3 separate regions of the Mus musculus genome follow, and all the other regions are linked to region 3. The links are chromatin contacts, called in public ChIA-PET maps. All regions are on one chromosome and are shown on one strand. Each heading gives the region's core, a stretch centred on a gene start, on an enhancer-like site or on the middle of the called end of the contact. The rest is flanking DNA. Distances are from core to core; before and after follow the strand shown.

What was found. ChIA-PET counts read pairs in DNA pulled down with a chosen protein or histone mark.
Region 1: an RNA polymerase II ChIA-PET map of memory CD8 T cells shows a contact between it and region 3, with 68 read pairs. The contact joins the promoter of Gbp3 here to the promoter of Gtf2b in region 3. A contact is called at or near these places in 1 of 39 promoter capture datasets (the C10 cell line), 2 of 484 Hi-C or Micro-C datasets (LSK cells and regulatory T cells), 4 of 115 datasets of contacts at active chromatin or transcription factors (bone marrow-derived macrophages, effector CD8 T cells, memory CD8 T cells and 1 more) and 2 of 9 other capture datasets (adipose tissue and liver).
Region 2: an RNA polymerase II ChIA-PET map of memory CD8 T cells shows a contact between it and region 3, with 88 read pairs. The contact joins the promoter of Gbp2 here to the promoter of Gtf2b in region 3. A contact is called at or near these places in 5 of 39 promoter capture datasets (the C10 cell line, the HPC-7 cell line, hematopoietic stem and progenitor cells and 2 more), 3 of 484 Hi-C or Micro-C datasets (the G1E-ER4 cell line, Th1 cells and peritoneal macrophages), 4 of 115 datasets of contacts at active chromatin or transcription factors (bone marrow-derived macrophages, effector CD8 T cells, embryonic stem cells and 1 more) and 3 of 9 other capture datasets (adipose tissue, liver and macrophages).

What each region holds. Positions count from the first base shown.
Region 1 is chr3:142,559,076-142,561,864 of GRCm38.p6, reverse strand. Gbp3 (guanylate binding protein 3) reads right to left here and starts at 1,509. Exons shown (of 11, transcript NM_001289493.2): 1 at 1,175-1,509; 2 at 1-125. The coding sequence starts at 101.
Region 2 is chr3:142,619,308-142,622,014 of GRCm38.p6, reverse strand. Gbp2 (guanylate binding protein 2) reads right to left here and starts at 1,352. Exons shown (of 11, transcript NM_010260.1): 1 at 1,207-1,352.
Region 3 is chr3:142,763,846-142,766,633 of GRCm38.p6, reverse strand. It overlaps Gtf2b (general transcription factor IIB), which reads right to left and starts at 1,387. Exons shown (of 7, transcript NM_145546.1): 1 at 1,346-1,387. The coding sequence starts at 1,362.

The sequences.
Region 1 (2,789 bases), core at 260-2,759, 200 kb after region 3:
ACCACCAGAGGCTGTGCTATCTGCTCAAGAATCCTTATGGCTTCCAGATTTACTGTCAGCTGATTTTTCCAATTTTCCACCAGACAAATGGGTGCCTCCATGGTCCACTCGGAAGCTGCAGAACCCTGTAACCCAGAACAGTCGCTCACTGAAATATGGGATCTTAAAATCGTCTGTTGTCATCACCCAAGGCAGACACATGTCGGTTTTTGTTTGCGCAACACGTATCTCAAGTTCTGTATGTTTCTAAAGTGGGAAATGAACTCAGCCTTCCCAAACCTGTTACAGTATTTCTCATAGAATATATCACGATTCTTCTTTGAACTATGAAAAGTATTCTCCGGCTTCTTAAAAAATAACATGAGAAAGCCAACAACACTGATGTCTGAGACTGAGAGCACTCGGGTTTTGCAGCGGGTGAGGCAAAAACGCACGTGGCAAAGTTGCAAAGTGGGTAGAAAGGTTTCCTGGCATTCTGAGAGAATTTGAAGTCTGTTTCAGTATGAGAAGTTTGCCGGGTGTGTGTTGGGCACTGCCTTAGGTGGCTGTTATCAAAGAATAAACTAAATGAGTGCAATTTCCTACCTTGGTGAGCCTCTGTTCAAATGGGAGAGAAAACGAAGCAGAAAATGAACACACACACACACACACACACACACACACACACACACACACGTGCCCGTGCGCCCACACACGCCTTAGAATAAAGTAAGTATAGAGCGAGGTAGGGACATTGGAGGTTGAATTCAGATAAATAAAACAGGGACTGACTCCAGCAAAATAAGATAAAATGAAGCCTCTTAGTGACACCTTTGAGGACAGATGTCTGCTATCAAGAAAACATTGCGGACACAAGGAAGCAAACTGGGGGAAGCTACCCTACAAGAGGCTGCAGTACTACTGAGTTTGGCTCCTGGGTACCAGGCTCTCACCACCAAGGATGGGCCTTGGTCATTGTCTCCCAAGCCAGAGGGGTTATTGAATGAAGACCCAAGAAAAGCAGTACATGCACGCTTGGCCCGCCAGGTGGCGCTCTGCAAATGGCCACAAGACCCTGTGAGGTCTGCAGCTTGCACTGGCTTGCCCACCAGGGTGAGTCTGCCACCCCAGAATGGAGATGTCCTGGCAATTTCGCCGGCAGCGTCTGTTGAGAGAAACACATGTGGTTACTCACCCAGGCACTGGCTCTGTAACAGGGACAGTCCTCAGCCAACTTAGTTCTTTCCCTGAGCTTCCTACTGCTCCAGGCTCCTTGGAGCAGCCACTGTTAGAAGTGGCAAAGTAACAGCCGCCCAAACACAAATTGAGATAAAAGGAACTGAAATCGAAACCATGCTCCTTGCTTGATGACTCAGTCAGTCGTTGAGGGCTTGAACAAAATAACAGAATTTGTGACCTCAGCTGAGCTGAGGAATTTCCCAGATCCCCCCGAACTTTCTGCAGTTATCACCCCGCCACATCTTGCAGATTGAGACTTTTTTTCTTTCCTACAGTGTGTTCCATCACCGATGCAAAAAAAAAAAAAAAAAAAAGGAGAAAACAGAATCACACTTGGCACACAAGTCTGTCTGTAGTACTCACCAGGGAACACTACTAATCAATGATTGTCATTGCGTTTTCTGGGTCCCCTGCCCTCTTGGATTTAGACTGCAGTCTAAATCAGCAGTGTGGCCTCCTCCTTTCCCTCCACACATTTCAGAGGAAATGCTCCCTCAGATGCAGCAGGAGAAAATAGCAGTCATTATACAACCTGAACTCAGGCTGTGAATTCGAGCCAAAGGCGACGACTGGACTTCCCCCCAGCAGAAAAGCCCTTTCTCCTCCCTTTCTTGTGTTTTCCAGGGATCTGGGAAATAGAAACTGAAACTGTGTCCTGACATGAACCAGCTTTGTTTAGGGAGTCAAAGATGATTGCTCAAGCCCTGGGTATCCTAGCCTTTTTGTTAAAGGAAAACAAGTCCCCAGTTTCCTTAAAGTGCATATCTGCTGTCAGCTCCCTGTTAGAGTCTTTAACCAAAGTGTTATAAAGATGGTGAACTATAGAGATGGCCACTGTTTACAGTGCAGCTTGCTTGGCAAGAACAATGCATGATTCAGTCAGGTCTGTCAGTAGAGCTAACAACTCTGGGCTGTTCCTTCTCTACTCTGACTGACAGGAAGTTCCCAGTATGCTTTGCCTGTCTTTCTGGGGATGTCTCAAACTACTCTCTTTCTTTGTTTGCCATTTGTCCAACACAAGTGTTCATTCCTAATCTACAAATCCAAACTTCCAAATCCTCCCAATACTGATTTTTTTTTGAGTTCTGACATAAAATCACAAGTAAAAAAAATCTGTTCTATAAAAGTTTCCTGCTTTCATGAATTATTTAAAATATTGTCTATGTGAACTGGCCATGGAAGTGGAGGCAGGGGAACCATTCTGAGCTATATATTAAGCTTGAGGCTAGCCTGGGCTACATGAAAATTTTGTCTCAAAATATATATACAATATGTGGGACGGGGTTCATGTATGCTAAGTTGGCTGTGCTCAGACTACTTCATGTACTTCATGTATAGACTACTTTCAAATAATTCATGCAAAAAGCAAACTTTCAACATTAAAAACAAGACATAGACAGACTGACTTTTCAGTTAATAGAGTTCCAGGTGAGCTACAACAGATATGCTTTTATTATTAACTGCTACAAGTTATCATTAACTATCCTTTAAGGCTGGTTAGGTTGAAGTCCTTATATAATACATATGAGTATCAATTTGTGCTTTATTCCTTCCTTGATCATAAGAAAAAA
Region 2 (2,707 bases), core at 103-2,602, 140 kb after region 3:
CATTCCTTAGTTTGTTGCCTGGCTTGTTCCCCGTGTTCACTGAGGCTCCCTCAGCTGGATCCCGTGCTTGGCTGGTAGACTTCCATGACATTCCCAGTGCTGTGGTACTCTCTACCAGCACAGTCTTCCAGACACAGCTCATAGTTTTCCTATGTTACCCTAGAGAATTCCTCCCAAAGGTTTGGTTTCTTTCAGTTCACAGTGGTATTTATGCCACAAATATCACATGGACTATATGCATTGCTTTAAGGTGAACCAGTATCTTCTGGAACATGATATAGTTTTTGAACTCATGAAGTCACAGCAGCTGTGGCTGCCTATAGAAAACCTGCATAAAGGCGGGTGGTTAGTGGCACATGCCTTCAATCCAGCACTTGGGAAGCAAAGGCACATGGATCTCTGAGTTTGAAGACAGCCTGGTTTACACAGTGAGTTTCAGGACAGCCAGGGCTACACAGACACACTATTTTGAAAACAAAACAAAAGAAAAAAGAAAAAATGCATAAATCAAAATTCTACCATAGGTTGGTGAGAGTCCCGGGAAGCCCAGAGCATAACTGAGATGATAATGGCAGTTAATGGCTGCTACAGACTCCAGGGTTGGTTTTCTTCAGTAAATGGCCCCTGTTAAGTTACCTGAATTCCACTAGGTGGCCTTATGCCCACGTTTGAATGAGCTGCAGTGACTTGATTAAATGAGGACATGAAACTGAGTGAGGGGTGGGTGGGAGGAGATGGAGGAAAGAGTAGGGAATATACACAATCAAAAACACATGACATATATGATGTTCTCAAGGAATAAATAATGTGTGTGTATTCAAAATAGTATACACAAAGATATTGTAGCTCAATAGATTTTTCAATGGGGGAAACTGTCTCTTTTTATGAATTCCAAGCAGCCTAACTTATTTAGGTAGACACTGGCAACAAGTTCAGGAACTTTGTCTGAGTATCATTAAATAGTAAGAATGATATAAAATGGTACCGAGAAAGCAATATGAACCTCAACACACTTATGCTCTCAGTGTGAAGTCTTCTTTCCCAGAGTTTAATTAATTTGCCCTAGTAGGGACAGGGACATCTAGGGTAAAGTCTGCCTCTGTCACCTAGCCCTGGGCCACACACATCTGTGCTGGTTTCAGCCTCCTCTGGTTAGGGTAAACCAGCAGTCTGCTAAACAGTTTTCCACCCCTGCCTCTGTCTTACCTGAAGAGAAATCCTTTAGAGAAGAAGAAGAAGCAGCTTTTCAATGCTGGTCAGCTTTGCCTCTGAGGCTGGCTGCAGAGTGCTCTGTCCTCTCTCACAGGCACTGTGACATAGACCCTGTAGTAACCCGGGAAGTTCCAGATTTTTGCCAGAGAACTTGTGAGGAGTTCGCTCTTTATTTATGCTTAAGACAGTGAAAGTGAAACTAAAAGAGTTCCTAACTGGGGTGGGGTTGGAGGGATGACTCAACCAGCACTGCAGGAATGAGGGGTTTGCTCATGGGAGGAGGGTCTCAGGACTTCTCAGGTAGAGATTGATAAATGGTGCCATTTCTTGTGGGTGTTTCAAAATGTAGGGTGAAAAGGGTGTGGTTTTGAAATCATTCTCTTATGTTTCAGTCCTTTTTTGTCCATTAGTGTTTGTTTTGTGAAGTTGCCAGCCCCACTGTGTTACACAAAGTTAGCAAGCAATTGTGCAATTCAGAAGTGGACATGAATCGTTTAAAAATCATTTCTCTGTACTGTGAAAGAATAAAAATAGAACGAAAAAGGTGAGAATTTGGAGGGACAAGGAGAGAGAAAGGAAGGAGAAAGATGGGGGAGACAAAGAGAGGGAAGGAGGGAGGAAGAAAAATTACTGAAAGTGAAAGTGAATCTGAGTTCCTTTAAACATGTCAAATGCTGGGAAATCAGCTAGCTTGTTTGTTAGTTTGTTCATTTGTCTTTTGGACTAGAATAATCGCTATTAACATTATGTACAATCCCACAACAATTTTAGCACCACTTAAATATTTTCAATCATGTAGACATGTAGAATTTAAGAGTAAGCAAAAGGGATTTCTTTCTTTTCTTTCCTTTTTTTTTTGTTTTTTGTTTTTTGTTTTTGTTTCTAAGCTTAAAGGGGTGGAGTTTCCAGTCATTTGTAGTATGTTTCCTTAGAAACAAGTGAGTCAGAGTCCTGACCCTAAACCATTGAGTGCAAATAACATCTCTCAGAGGCTGAGGGAAGCCACTGTCAAAACTGAGACTGACATCTGTGAGTCTCTGAGCTAAGGCTGGGAATGACCATGGAGTTGACAAGCCACTGGCACTGTGGCTGTGAGAAGTGTCCCAAACTGTGCTTTGAAGTTCTGAAGATGTCTAATTAATCCTCATGCTGATTTACCCACGGACTAGTACTTAAAATCTTCCAGGGACTTAACACAAATCAGACAATAGGTCAGACTTTGAATACAAGTGTTGAATTCTTCTTCAAGCACACATGATACAAGCATGCACTGAAAAGTATACTACAGAAACACTATACCATCCACTGTTATGCTATAAGTTAATGTACCACTAGAAGTATTTTTTAAAGCCCTGGGTTTAATGCCACTACCAGAAAATAATTATACAGAAAGTATCTTTGTGTTTCTGTATTCCACAAGAGTACTAAGCCCCGTGACTGTGACATTTCCTCTGTGTGGTACTACTGTTATTCTGAATGTTCAGTTGCAGAGCTG
Region 3 (2,788 bases), core at 138-2,637:
GATCTACAACCCCACAGTTTTCAAGGTGGAGACAGAAGATTCGAGACCACTAACTCAAAATCAAACACTAGCTGTCCAGAAAAGAAATTAATTTCAAGGGATTTTTTTAAGTGAAGAAAAGTTTAAAAACTGTAACCAGTGATTTTACTATGTGTACTATTTAAACACTACAACTTGTGTTTCAAGAATACAGGAGTTCCTTTTCCCTAAGATGGTAAGCTGTGCCTACATATGAACACATCACCCATGGGAAATTTCAATAGTATTTGGGGAAGCTGAAGGTTCCTATGTCGCTACAAGGAAGCCTTACGTGACAAAACCACACCCAGATGGAATGATTAAATCATAATTAATCTAATTAAATCATAAAATCAGTAAACAAGATTGCCCATTGCTTCCACGCAAGAAGTTCACGAGGCTTCCTATGCCCACCTCCCACTTTTTATAATAAACAGCAGACTTGGAGGTTCCCAGAAAGGCCAAGTTTCTGTAAATAATGGCTTCCCCCGGTGACGTTTACCAATTCCACACATAGTAACCACCTCCGAAAAAAAAAAAAAAGTGCCAAAAGAACAGAACTTAATTTGATACTTTCTGTACATTCTGTGTTAACTGGAGACCAGTGGACGGATAATCAGAATAGGTATAGTGGCCCGCGAAAGGTCAACACGCTGGCATGACTCAGTTTACACATATGCCAGTATACTAATATCTACCTCATAGTGGTTACAAGAGATATAATTAGGGTCTGCAAAGCATTTTGGAGGTCACAAGATTAAAGGCTGTCTCTGCGGTCACAACACGCATTTCCTGTAGATATTAAGCAAACTACGTTTTAAAAATACATTTAAAATGACTTCCAGCATATGTAATTAATTTTCTGCAGACAGCATCTCCTTCAGAGTACGCAATGATACTTTTCGGGGTGGGGACAGGGGGTCTTTTAGGAGAATGAATCAAGTCTCCGTATGTGCTTTCGTTTCCACTTCTGGGGGGGCCATTGGGCTAGCGACCCTTTGCCACCAGACAACCAATGCTGACGTTTCTCAACTTTGCGGTTGTCAGATCGATAGGGACCTGGAACGTCGCTTTTCCAGCTCTTCGGAAACGGGGTTTCAGCCCCCTCCGGCTGGATGGGCCGTAAGGGAGAAAATACACAGAAAACATCAACATGACACAAAGACGGTTGAAGGGTCCGGAGACGGAGGCCGGGGCCGTGCGGATCCGCAGGGTCAAACCCGGGCGGCGATGACTCAGGTGGGTAAGGGACACCCGCGGCGGCCTTCTGGAGGAACCTGGGCCCCGCGATGCCCTGCTCCACTCGCTCCGAGGCCGTTGCACTCACCGGCTGGTCGACGCCATCTTCGCGGCTCCGCCAACAGCTCCGTCCGAAGCAGGAAGCAGCACTGGCTCCTAGACGCCCCGAGCCGGGCTTTTATGCGCGAGTCGCTCGCGCGCACTCCGCGCGGCTACGGGTCGGGAGGAGGGCTAAAAAGCGCTCGGTCCTTGACGACGCGGGCTGTGTACTTCCTGGTTGTCTCCGCTGCTGCTGCGTGGCTCCCGGCTGCTGGTTGATTGGCAAAATCTTCAAAGCCTGGCGGGATAGCACACCCCTTTGATCTCCGGAGGCAGAGGCTGGAGGATCTCTGTGAGTTTAGAGGAACCTGATCCACACAGGGTGCTCCAGAACAGCCAGGAGGAGGGAGAGAGAGATAAAGAGAGAGAGACAGACAGACAGACAGACACAGACACACACAGTCTCAAACAAATCAAAACAAAAAATCAACCCAAGAAGACTCAGAATGTGCTGCGCCTGAGCTAGCTCTCAAACAGAGGAAATTAAAATGGGAGTTGCCTCCTCGGGTGATACTCTCAAGTATTCCTGCACCAAGAAGGTAGGAGGATCTGGAGTTAGACCTCGTCTCAAACAAAAAACACCTTTAAATAAACAAACACACAAAATAACCAACACACAAGGAAACCAGGTTGGTTGAAAGGGGCAAAGCGCTCGCACCAAATTCCTTTCCTTTATTTTCAAGTCAGTTTTCCCTATCTGATTGAATGTCTCATTTGCCCTGACTAAAGAATTTGGAATAAAAAGAGAAATTAGTTGTTGTCTTCAGGAGTAGGTATCAATTCAAGCTCTGTCATTGGCCAACATGATTCAAAGTTCCTACATGTCCTTTATCTCAACAGTGTAGGCATGGAGGGTATCTGGCTCACAAACCCTTCTAGAATTGCAAGAGACAGCCCTGCTATGACCCATGTTGTTGTTGTTCCCCAATCATCATCGAATATTTGACTGAAAACCGAGTATAGGAAATGTAATAAAACAGCTAACGTCTATACAAGGGCCTCACAAGGCAGGTCTTGGGGGTCACCCTTGTAATTCTAGAAGTTAGGGTGCAGAGGTGGGAGGTCATGAATCCCAAGCCAGCCTGACCTGCAGAACAAGACCTTGTCTCAGCTCCCGTCCTCTTACCTTAAGGCAACAGTGCTACTTTCTTGTAAATAAACCATTCCCAACAAAGTCTGAATTAAGGTAACTGCAAGTTGGGTGTCTTCCACTGAGATGAAAACTCAGTAAGCATTTTATTTGTTAATGGAAATCAAATGCCATTAAGCAGACATTTGTTGAAGTGGGAATTTCTGGTTTTGTTAGGGACTCAGTTGTATCATGTGATGTTTTTCTGGAAACTGTCTTATGTAACGGTGTTTTGCCGAGAACAGGCGCAGGGTGTTTTTCTGAAAACTGCCTAGTGAAAGGGCGTGTGATGTTTTGCTACGG